Regions from separate parts of the Sus scrofa genome. Here region 1 is linked to region 2. Evidence: chromatin contacts called from public Hi-C data. All regions are on one chromosome and are shown on one strand. The core of a region is the stretch at or near the end of the contact, and the rest is flanking DNA. Distances in the headings are between cores, read along the strand shown. Region 1 holds the start of METTL5 (methyltransferase-like protein 5). Region 2 holds the start of BBS5 (Bardet-Biedl syndrome 5 protein).

Region 1 (6,049 bases), core at 3,337-5,836, 260 kb after region 2:
AATCGGACCTAAGCCACAGCTACAGCTGTCAGCCTAAGCCACAGCCACAGCAATGCGGGATCTGAGCCCTGTCTTCGACTTACACCACAACTCAGGGCAACACCAGATCCTTAGCCCACTGAGGAAGGCCAGAGATCAAACCTGCATCCTCATGGATGCCAGTCAGATTTGTTTCCGATAAGCCACGACGGGAACTCCGAAGGAGGACTTTTTAAACTATGCATGTCTTTTCCTCTCCTTATTGACTTCCTACCTTCCTTTAGCACAAAATACATAAAATAGCCACAGTAAGTCGCTGTTACTGATGGACACACAGTGAAACCTTCAAATTTTGAGGCATTAAAAAGAGGTTCCAAAGGTATAAAATCCTTTATAGGATTCATAATAATTCATAAGGGTTAGGTAAATCATTCTAGAAAGCAAATGAAGTGTAAATAACAAGTGAATAAATTTGTTCACTTAGCACAAATTTATGGAAAACAAAGATTGAAACATTCAATACCCTAGCCATGCATTAAACAAATTGAAATAACTATAAAGGTAAGAGATTGGTCTATTTAACCAACAGTGATATAATCACTTAACCCCAAAAAATCAATGTGAAAATGGTTGTTAAAACTTGTTTTTCTGCAAAGACACCAGTACACCTGATTCTTGTTACTAACCTTTATTATTTTTGGTCCCAAAGGGAGGATTCATAATTACTGTATCAAATGACTTGGACATTTTGTTAGATAATGAGCACACGTCACACTGAACCATGTCAACATTTGTTAACTCAAACTCTTCTACATTCCTATTAAATATTTCCAACGCATCTTCATCTATGTCAAATCCAACACACAACCTATAAATACAACACACAGAAAGTGACTACTATAGCTCCCAAGTCAAAACACAACAAAACCATTTATCTTTTAACCCAATTGGCCAAGTGACAGTGAGTATTGCTTTTCAACAGCATGATTTCCCAATGAGTCAGGAGTTGTAAACTCAGTTTTATATAAAAGAGAACATTTAACTGGTGCTGTTACTGTTTGTTTTTTAAACTTTGTTTTGATGTTCAGTCCATTCAAAATATACTACTGTATTTTTTTTCTTTTGGCTATTTTTTTGGGTCTTCCCACGGGGCATATGGAGGTTCCCAAGCTAGGGGTCAAATTGGAGCTATAGCCGCTGGCCTACGCCAGAGCCACAGTTAACTCAGGATCCGAGCCCCGTCTGCAACCTACACCACAGCTCATGGCAGTGCCTGATCCTTAACCCACTGATCGAGGCCAGGAATCAAACCTGAGTCCTCATATATGCTGGTTGGGTTCGTTAGCCACTGAGCCACAACGGGAACTCCAAAATGTACTATTAGATTCTTGCTCCTCTCATCTCATACTGCAGAGTCCCATAACCACCCCATACCCAAACAGTGTATACTAGAACACATACCCTGCTCCTAGCATTGCAGTTCCGATGCTAAGCACTCCACAGCCACATCCTAGATCTGCAACCATTTTGTTTTCAATGTCATCATATGTATTGTGGATTGTATAGAGCATACACGCTAAAAGATGAAAAAAACATATTAAGGAATAAATAGGCAAGTTGACCAAAATCCAATCTGTGTAAATGAATCTTTATAAAACAATGTCTTGCATTATTTATTATTATTATTTTGTCTTTTTGTCCTTTGTTTTAGGGCTGCACCCTCAGCATATGGAGGTTCCCAGGCTAGGGGTCTAATTGGAGCTATTGCTGCTGGCCTATGCCAGAGCCACAGCAACACCAGATCGGACCACGTCTGCAACCTACACCACAGCTCACAGCAACACTGGATCCTTAACCCACGAGCAAGGCCACAGATCAAACCCGCAACCTCATGGTTCCTAGTTGGATTCGAGTCTTGCATTATTTAGTCCTCTCCCAAATGGTGTTCTAGATTATTAAAAAATAACAAAGTATAGTAACTTGATATATAATAAGAGATTCATAAATAGGATGATAATACATATCACTGGTTCCCCAAACTAGTCTCTGCTGACAATGCCAAGAATGTCAGAAGTTTAAGGTTAAATGAGAAAAATACAGTCAATTTCTATAACCTGTTCAAAACATTGCCATACACACATACATCAGTTTTCTTTGATGTTGAAATATTTTTATAAAAGGATGTAAGAGTAAATAGGTTTAAAAAAACATCCTTGGAGTTCCCCTTGTGGCTCAGTAGTTAACAAACCCAACTAGTATCCATGAGAACACAGGTTCCATCCCTGGTCCCACTCACTGAGTTAAGGATCCAACGTTGCAGTGAGCTGTGGTGTAGGTTGCAGATGTGGCTCCAGATCCTGTGTGGCTGTGGTGTAGGCCAGCAGCTACAGGTCCGGTTCAACCCCTAGCCGGGGAACATCCATATGCTGTGGGTGTGGCCCTAAAAAGACAAAAGACAAAAACAAAATAAAAAATTAAAAAATCCTTCTTTCTCAAAATATAAACTTGGCAACTCTATCAGTTTCTAAAATTGTGAAATTTTACTGATCTGTGAAACTTTTAAGTCTGGGAACTAATAATAGTGAGCAAACATTAACATTAAAACAGAACTTTTTTTGCAGTAAGTTTGTCACCATAATACAGGTACCATTAAGTTCAAGCTAGAATGGGAAAGGAAAAAGCTACATCCACAGTACAGCCTTTAGACACGTATATTCATGATCTACAGACACATATATCCTACCAATGAGACCAGAGAAGAGAACTATTGAGGAGCAGAGCAAAGCTTCTGAGATGGGAAAGATCTTTCAAATACATGAAGGTGTGGAATATGATGTAGGTTAAGCATGAATACTCCACTGCTATCTCCCTGTGGATATCTGAATTCACCAAGGGCTGCTGGGCATCACTGATGTCCCAGGATCCAGAGGTTTTATTAAAAACACAATTACAGGGATGTCTCAGGCTGTCTGTGCTGTTCTAGCGATTGCGGCAGGTATTAGTGACTTTGAAGCTAGTATTTCAAAGAATTAGCACAACCATGTGTATGTGACACACAGGGGTTTCAAACAACTGATTGTTACTTGGGGAAAAAATAAGGATTCTACTATGAAACCCTACAGCCAGAAGACATTAAGGAAATCATTATCTAAAGTGAGATAACTGGTCTTAACCCAGACACAATTTTGTGCCAATTTTTGGTTGGAATTAAAGACTATACATTGGAGTTAAGTGCAGGTATACACATTTTTTCCTTCATTTTCTTGGGGGCGGGGAGGGATTTCTCCTTGCAGATATCCACAACAAATTAATCTACCTGACTCCTCCAATGACTCTGGTAATGTTTATTTATTTTTTTCTGTTTTTGGCCACCTGCTGGCATGTGGAGTTCCCTAGCCAGGGATCAGATCCAAGCCCCAGTTGCAACCTACCCAGCAGCTGCACCACAACACCATATCCTTAACCCACTGTGCCCACTAGGGATCCAACCTACATCCCTTTGTCTCCAAAGCCACCAATGATCCCATGATCCCGTTAGGCCAAAGCTATTCCACAAAGGGAACTCCAGTAATGTTTATTAAATACAAATGTTTTTTTCTGTATTTTTATACTTCCAGTATCAATCTCTCACATCAAGCAATACTGCTGATTTTCAGATCATTTGTTAAAATTGAAATGCATCCTCATCTTTATATAGCACCTATTCTGGATTGTTAAAACTCAAGTCTTTCTGCTACCAACTGTAGTATTTATTTCTAGGGCAAGGAATCCTTGGGCTGGCAATGTGTTGCACTAGGAAATTGATCCTTATTTAGCAAATAATTTACTGAGCTCCCAAGTAGTTCAAGGAACTCTTCTAACTGGGAGTTGTGTAAACAAGACCAGCACATTTTCGCCCTCAAGGAGTTCGAAGTGTAATTAGATTAACAAATACATTAAAAAGATGTCTGACAGTGTTAAGAGGTATGCAGAAAACCAGATAATAAAACGATAGTGTCTTGTACGTGCGTGTCTTTGGCCGCGGTGTCGAGTCCTCTCTAACGCAATAAGTAATCTTAGAGCAACGTCTTTCTAGACGTTGCCGGTATCCAAATAACTGTTCTATTTTCATTACGAAATGAGCAGACAGGACTAACCCGCGAAACAAGGGCGTGAACATCAGCCGCCCTACCTGCAATGTGCGGCCTGGTTGGATACTGTTCTAGAAGTAGCTTGGGCTTTTCGAATCCATCCACTTGTTGCAGGCGACTTTCTAGTTCCTTAAGCCTTAATTTCTTCATTTTTAAAAAAACTGTGCGCTCGAAAGGTTTAACGGCGCTGGATCTGCAGAGAAACTTCACCTGGATCTTCTCCCCAACTCTGATCCCTTGCCCCTTTCGGCGCAGCTGGATGAGAGCCAGTCAGGGAACGCAAGACGCGAAAGGTGCACCAGGCCCAGGCGGTTCCCGCTCTCTTCCCAGCGCCAGCTCCAGGGTATCCCGTACGGATACAGGTGATACACCGGGCAGGAGTGAATAACTGACTGCCTTAGAGACGCGAGAGCTCCTCATGCGGTGGCCCAACACTTCCAGAGGTTGCGCTCGCCTCAGCCGGAAGTGCAGCAACGCACGCGCACACGCATGCGCACACGCACACCCGAACGCTGTAGAGCCGCCTGCTCCCGAGCTGCATCCGCGGCCCTGCGCAAGGGTTACGCCGGCCGGAAGCGCCACCTCCCCCTCCTTCGTCGGGCTGTTTGGGCCGCCGGCAGAGCTCGCCTTTTCCGCAGGCCCCGCCCCGCCGCCTGTTGCGAGGGCCTTACCTTCTCATTTTTCCTTGAGTATCTTGGAGTCCCCAAAGGAAGAGGGTTAGGAAAAGAGTGAAAGTGAGGATGAGAGTCATGGTCACTTTGTTTTAATGCCCACTGTGGCCGGCTCTGCCGCCTCTCAAGGCCCCTCTCAAAAAGTAGCAGCCCACACTCATCTTTGCAGCCTTTGCTGTTTGCATTTTCCTTCTGTTTCCCTCTTTTTAAGTCACTTGTGTCACGTACCTCAACTCTCACAAGGTGTGACGTCAGAGAAGCCCAAACAAAAGAGAATTTAAAGAATAGGAAGTTGTTGGTGTTTCCCTTGTGGCTCATCAGAAACCCAACTAGGATCCATGAGGATGGGGGTACAATCCCTGGCCTGGCTCAGTGGGTTAAAGATCCAGAGGCATTGCTGTAGCTCTGGCGTAGGGCGGCAGCTGTGGCTCTGATTCCACCCCTAGCCTGGGAACGTCCTTGTGCTGCAGGTGTGGCCACAAGCAGACCAAAAAAAAAAAAAAAAAAAAAGAGAGAGAGAGTAGGAAATGGTGTCAAACGCTGGAAAAAAAGTTAGGCTTTCACAGAGTAGGAGCAGAAGTCAAATTGTAGTGGATTGAGGACCCAAGCGTAAGCATTGCTGAAATTTGCTCTGCCTCTATCTCTATGTACAAGCTCCTAAGTCTTTGTCTTTTGAAGTAAAAGACTTTTCCTTTAGGCTTCCTGGCCTCCCCTCAGTCTCAAAAGGCTGACACAAGAGTTAATGATTAGAAAATATTGTTAGAGCTAAAACTAGTTAAAACAATCTCTGTGATATTATGCCCTGCCTTGGCCCACAAGCTTACTCTAACTGGCTTTTCACCTATGATCTCTTGCTTGCTTAACTGCTTTCTTTTACTAATGTTTATTTTCTAGAGTTATATTGCACCTAGTGTTTTATTGCACCTAGTGTTTTCTTTTGTAGTTGGAACCCTCCCTAACACCCCTCCCTGTAAGCAATAGTCTTTCCAGAGAAAAGGTCAAGGAACAATAACCCCTAAACAACCAGAAAACCATCACCGGACCATCTGATGCAGGCCTTTATGACTCTGAAATGATCTACGAAGGGAGAATAATGCAGACACCTTGATCAATAACCCTGTCTTCAGAGTTAAACCTATATTTTTAATTTTTAAATTTTTTGCTTTTTAGGGCCACGCCCTCGGGATATGCAAGTTCCCAGGCTAGGGCTCAAATCAGAGCTACAGCTGCTGGCCTATGCCACAACCACAGTAACGCTGGATTCAAGCG
Region 2 (6,772 bases), core at 3,349-5,848:
AAATTGTCCATTAACAGATGAATGGGTAAAGATGTGCCCCCCCAACACATAATGGAATACTACAAAGCCATAAAAAGGAATGAAATTTTGCCATTTGCAACAACATGAATGGACTTGAGGATACCATGCTTAGTGAAATAAGTCAGACAGAGAAAGACAAATACTGTATGATATCACATGTGGAATCTAAAAAATACAAAAAACTAGTAAATATAACAAAAAAGAAGCAGATTCACAGATATATAGAACAAACTAGTGGTTACCAGTGGGGAGAGGGAAATGGGGAGGGGTAAAACAGGGGAAGGGGATTATGAGGTACCAACTATTATGAGTAAAATAAGCTACAAGGATATGTTTACAACACAAGAAATATAGTCAATATTTTATAATAATTATAAATGGAATATAACCTTTAAAAATTGTGAATCACTATATTGCACATATGTAACTTATATAATGTTGTACCAACTATACTTCAACAAAAAAAGTGGTGCTAGAACAACTGAATATCCATATAAAAAATAAAGGAATCTCATGGATAACAAAAATGAACCTCTAACTTTCCTTGTGTTATATATTAAAATTAACCTGAAACATATCAAGCATAAATGAAAATCTAAAACTGTCAAGACTTCTAGAAGAAAATATTGTGATCTTGGGTTGGGACAGATTTCTCAGACTGGACACACACACAAAAAAACATTAAATAGAAAAGAAAAATATCAATTAAATTTCATTAATGTTAAAAACTAAAAACTGCTCTAAGGAAGATAAAATTAAGAAATGAAAAGCCAAGCCAGAGACTGAGAGAAAATATTCACAATACATATATCTAACAAAGGACTTTGCTCTTACAAACTTCAATAATTAGAAAACCACTCATTGCACAATTATACCAAAAAAAGGGGGACAAACCAACCATAGAATTACACAGAACCCTTTTTAAAAATACATTGGCATTGGAGTGTTTAAAAAAAAAAAAAAGAAAAAGAAAACCACTCATTAAAAATGTAAAATGACAAAAATGTAAAACGACAGGAGTTCCCGATGTGGCACAACAGGATCAACAGCATCTTGGGAATACTGAGACGCAAGTTCTATTCCCAGCCCTGCACAGTGGATTAAGGATACAGCATTGTCACAACTGCAGCTTAGGTCCAGTCTGCTGCTCAGATCTGATCCCTGGCCTATGCCATAGGATGGCCAAAAAAAGAGAAAAAAAATGTGAAATGACATAAACACTTTACAAAAAAGCTTTACAAACGTTCAATAAGCACATGAAAAGATGGTTAATAGCATTAGTTAACAGGGAAATACATGTAAAACCACAATGAGGAGTTCCCACTGTGGATCAGTAGGTTAAGAACCTGACTAGTCTCCTGTGAGGATGCAGGTTTGATCCCTGGCCTCATTCAGTGGGTTAAGGATCTGGCATTGCAACAAGCTGTGGCACAGGCCAGCAGCTGTGGCTCTAACTTGACACCTAGCCCAGGAACTTCCATATGCTGCGGGTGCAGACGTAAAAAAAAAAACCCAAAAAAACACCACAATGAGTTACCCCTATATACATACCCACTAGAATGTCTAAAGTTAAAAAGATTGATAATTGATAGAGATGCTTTGTTGATGGAAATGCAAAATGGTACAACTGTGACGGAAAACAGTTGGCTATTAAACATACACCTATCGTATAACCTAGCAATTCCACTCCTAGGAATCTACCTAAAAGAAACGAAAATCTATATCCACAAAAAGACTTATGCATGATTGTTCCTAGAAATTTTATTAAGGATAAAAACCAGAAATTACCAAAATGTTCAACAGGTGAAACAAACTGCAGTATATCCATAGAATGCAAAACAAGACCTCAATAAAAAGGAACAAACTATTGGCACATGTATCAATATGGATGAACCTCAAAATATTCTGCAAAATGAAAGAAGCCAGATACAAAGGAGACTACATAGAGTAAATAATTTTTTTTTTTTTTTTTTTTTTTTTTTTTTTTTTGTCTTTTTGCTATTTCTTTGGGCCGCTCCCGCGGCATATGGAGGTTCCCAGGCTAGGGGTTGAATCGGAGCTGTAGCCATTGGCCTACACCAGAGCCACAGCAACGTGGGATCTGAGCCGCGTCTGCAACCTACACCACAGCTCACGGCAACGCCGGATCGTTAACCCACTGAGCAAGGGCAGGGACCGAACCCGCAACCTCATGGTTCCTAGTCGGATTCGTTAACCACTGTGCCACGATGGGAACTCCAGAGTAAATAATTTAATACACATTTATATAAAATTCTAGCACACTCAAAATTAATTTACAGTATGGCATATTATGTAGTGTGTTACCATATTTAAAATAATGAAAAAGGGAGTTCCTGTCATGGCTCAGTGGAAATGAATCTGACTAGTATCCAAAAGGATGCAGATTCGATCCCTGTCCCTTTCAGAGGGTTAAGGATCTGGTGCTGCCATAAGCTGTGGTGTAGGTTGCAGAGGTGGCTCGGATATGGCATTGCTGTGGCTGTAGTGTAGGCCAGCAGCTGTAGCTCCAATTCAACCCCTAACCTGGGAACCTCCGTATGCCATCGGTGAGGCCTTAAAAAGACAAAAAAAAAAAAAAAAAAAAAAAACTGTATAAAGCAAACAAGTGGGACCTGGAGTTAAGGGCAAATGTGCATGAAGATACAAACTTACTGTTTCACAGTGTTTTCTGTGGGTCAGGAGTCTGGACTGAGTTCTTTGTTCAGGGTCTTCCCTGAAATGGAGGTGTCAGCAAGGATGTGATCTCATCTGAGGTTTGGAGTCCTCTTCTAGGCTCATTCAGGTTCCTTGGCAGAATTAGTTCCTAGTGGCTCGTTGACTGTAATTCCGCTTTTCTTGCTGCCTCTCAGCTCTTAAAGGCTGACCTCAGTTCCTAGTCATGTGGCTCTCTCACAGCTTGGAGACTGTTTCATCAAAGCCAACAAAAATGTTTCTTTTGAGGGCTCACCTGATAAGGTCAGGCCCACCAAGGATAGCCTCCCTTTTGACTAACTCAAAAGGCATTAACATATCTGCAAAACTCTTCCATCTATGCCATATAACATAATATAGCCACAGCACTGATATACTATAATTTTCATAAATTCTCCCACATTCCATGGGAAGGAGATTACATAAGGTATGTATACCATGGGAACCTTAGAGGCCACCTAGAATTCTGGCTATGGTCCTCGACAATTCATGACTCTCCCAAAGGGAAAAAAAAACCGTTCACTCCTTTCATGGTTCCCCTCTCATCACATTATAGCATCAGCTCAGACGCCAAGATTTCATCATCTAAATCATTTATATCTGAGCAAATGAGGCTCCTGACTGTATTAAGAGCAGTTCCTTGAAGCACGATGCCCCTTGATGACCTGTGAAACTAAAGAGACTGATGATCCCAACATTCCCATCATTCAATGGTGGGACAGACACAGGACAACATTAGAGACATTCCAGTTAAAAAGTGGGGAAATGGAAGGTACAAATGAGTCACTGGCATATAAAAATTCTGACATCCATTCTGGCAAATGTTGGACTTTTATTAAATTTTAAGATCTGGGAATTAATCTTTCATGGCTCTTAGCTATGCCCTCTAGGCTCTTGCTTCTTTCCTCAGAATCATCTTTCCTTTTTCTTTTCTTTCTTTCTTTCTTTTTTTTTTTTTTTTTCCCTTTTTCGGGTTGCACCTGCAACATATGGAAGTTCATGGGCTAGGGGTCAAATCAGAGCTGCAGCTGAAGCCCACACCACAGCCATGGCAAGACTGGATCTGAGTCGCATCTGTGACTTATGCTGCAGCTTAAGGTAATACTAGATCTTTAACCCACTGAGCGAGGCCAGGGATTGAACCTGCATCCTCATTGATACTAGTAGGGTTCATTACCAATGAGGCACAGTGTGAACTCCCCATCTTTCCTTTTTCATGAAATGTAGTATATGTTTGCAGGTAACTTTATCAGCCTGCTTCCTACCAGTAGAATTTTGCTGGATTTAATAACCTCTGCCGTTTGTTAAAGTAGCACAACACTCCTGATACCAATATCTGTCTTAGATTTTTTTTATTTCTTTTTTTTTTTTTTTGTCATATTGCAGCATATGGACTTCTCTGGCCAGGGATCAGATCCAAGTCATAAACGGGGCAAGGCCAGGACCTTTGATCCCAGCTAAGGATCAAACCTGCATCCAAGCGCTCCAAAGACACTGCCTATCCAGTTGCACCACAGCAGGAATGCTCATCTTAGTTTTCTATTGCAGTATTTAACAAATGACCACATCTTAAAACAACAGACATTTTTTATCTGCGTTTCTATAGATCAGAAATCCAAGCATGACTTACCTGGGTTTTTTGCTTAGGGATACAAACTGGCTGCAATCCAGATATTTCCTGGGGCTAAAGCTTCATCAGAAGTTTTAATGGGGAAAAGATCTGGTTCCAACCTCATTCAGGTTGTTGGCAGATTTCAGGTCCTTGCACCTATACAACATGAGGCCACTGGAGTAAAGGAGGTCTCACAGCAGCTGGCTTCTTCAAGGAAAACAAGAGAGTCTCTCTTGCTCAGTCAGCTGAGATCCAGTCTTCTATAACATAGTATAAAGGAGGGAAGGATATTCCATCACTTTTACATCCCATCATCCTTTTTATATATTATTGGCTAGATGCAAGTCACAGGTTCTGCTCACATCCAAGGGCAGGGGACTATACAAGGGCATGACTCACTGGGGGCCACTTTAGTATGTGTCCACCACATGTTCCTTTGTCTCAGTTACACTCTTCAACCTGAGAAAAACTCCTCATGCCTTTCATATTAGTAGTATCCCATCTTTGGCACAGAGACTGATACACAGGAGCACCAGAGAAATTAAAGCTGCAATTATCAAGCTTTTTATCTCAGGACCCCTTCATGCTGAAAGAGCTTTTGTTTATATAGGCTATACCTACTGATATCTATTGAGCTATTTAAAAATTCACCGAATTCATTAAAAAGTAAAAATAACCTCACTATAAATGAACATGTTATATTTTCACATATTTTTCAAAAAATCTGTGAGGAGAGTAAGATTGCTTTACATTTTTGCAAATCTTTCTAATGTCCAGCTTACTGTTAAGACAGCTGTCTTCTCATTTCTCTTCCACAATCAATTCCACATCATATGGCCTCTGAAAAACTCCTCTGTATTGTATATGCAAAGATTGAGAGTTAAAAAGGCAAATAATGTTATTATGAATACACTGTGACCTTGTCAGCACCCTGCAAGGATCTTGAGGACCTCCTGGAATTCTCGGATCACACCTGGAACCACTGGTTTAAAGTGTCCCAAGCTGAGGAAAGGACGGCACTTTGATTCATTCAAAAAGTACTCATTGAGTGCCTACTCTGTGCTGGGCTCTGCTCGAAGGGAACTAGCTCCAGCAGGCCCCGTCCTCGGGGCACTTAGTAGAAGAAAGCTTAACGACCGCTTCAGTTCACTTCTGAGGGGAGACTTGAGTGATAAAGGACCGCCATGCAGAGATCTGGAGAAACAAGAGTTCCAGACAGAGAAAGAGGCCTCTGAGTCCAGCCGGGGTGGAGAGTGGGCAAAAGGCGCGAGGACTCCAAAAGGTGGGCTGGGCCAGTTGAGGAATTTAGTTTTAAGTCTAAATCTTAGCAGCAAGGAGAGATGTAGGGAATGAGTGGGGCAGCATAAGGAGGCGTGCCAGGAGGCGAGGAAGGTCGCTCATAAGTCAAGCACCCGCTCCTGAGAGCTGGCCAGCTACGCTTCCCTGAGTCGCACAATCTTGCCGAAAGCCTCAAATCGGCTTTACCAGTCGACTAGGGCCGGAAAGCGCGCAGACTACCTGGAGGAATTTTGGGCCTCGGCACCCCCCGTAGACGTCGTGACCGAGGTGGCTCCGTTGCCTTGGTACCGGCGAGACGCCGCTCGGCCTCCACCTCTGCGGACATCATGTCGGTGTTGGACGCGCTTTGGGAGGACCGGGATGTCCGCTTCGATGTGTCCGCACAGTGAGTCGCCAAGATTCCCCAGAGGCCTGGGACCTGTAGAGGGCGCCGCTGCGCGCGGTTTCTAGACTCGCGGGCGGAGCCTGAGACCCCCACCGCTCTCCTCGCGAGGGTGGGAAGAGGTTGGCGCCAGCTGTCCTCATCTCGGGATACCAGAGACTGGCTGGGGCCCTGCGGCCCTCCCGAGGCTGGCGCCACGGCCGGAGCACGCCTAGAATTGTACCCGGTTTCCGCCTCGTGAGATCTCCGGCCCAGTCTTGGCCACGGGGGACCTGTCAGGAAGGTGAACCCAGACACAGCAGGGACCACCTAAGGCTTGTGCGTCCAGCACACCCCAGTGAGCTTGGGGTGCCGGTGTCGCGTGGTGGAAGGAGGGACTCAGGAAACTAGGGTTCTGAAACTAGGTTTAGAATAGAGACACACATTGTGGGTCCTTAGAAAAATGACTTGACCGTTCTAAGCATAAGTCTCCCTGTGAAAACGAGGCAAGTGGGAATAACATTCTCCAAAATTCCTAGTCATGGAAACCTTATTTCCATTATAAGCATATATCTAGTTATTCATCCAAATCACCCACGAGAGGAAGGAGCCTCCTTTTGGAGCCTCTCAAACAGAAGTCCTGCTTTTGGAAATTTTCACGTTTTAAAGAGATAATAGTTAGAAACCTTCTGTCCAAGGTCCGGGGAAAAAAATGACCATTCTAGGTGCTGGAAAACAGTAAAGCTAAGGTGCTTGGGTCAAGGTAT

The links. Hi-C and Micro-C count contacts between places; a contact is called where the count stands out from the background.
Region 1: a contact with region 2 is called in a Hi-C map of skeletal muscle, with 4 times the contacts expected there. The contact joins the promoter of METTL5 here to the promoter of BBS5 in region 2. A contact is called at or near these places in 1 of 5 promoter capture datasets (skeletal muscle), 1 of 47 Hi-C or Micro-C datasets (skeletal muscle) and 1 of 2 datasets of contacts at active chromatin or transcription factors (skeletal muscle).

The regions. Positions count from the first base shown.
Region 1 is chr15:76,103,776-76,109,824 of Sscrofa11.1, forward strand. METTL5 (methyltransferase-like protein 5) reads right to left here and starts at 4,587. Exons shown (of 6, transcript XM_005671924.3): 1 at 4,151-4,587; 2 at 1,441-1,555; 3 at 666-847. The coding sequence starts at 4,259.
Region 2 is chr15:75,846,262-75,853,033 of Sscrofa11.1, forward strand. BBS5 (Bardet-Biedl syndrome 5 protein) reads left to right here and starts at 4,599. Exons shown (of 11, transcript XM_005671912.3): 1 at 4,599-6,029. The coding sequence starts at 5,971. It overlaps LOC110257198 (a long non-coding RNA gene), which reads right to left and starts at 6,018. Exons shown (of 2, transcript XR_002339480.1): 1 at 5,864-6,018; 2 at 4,093-4,605.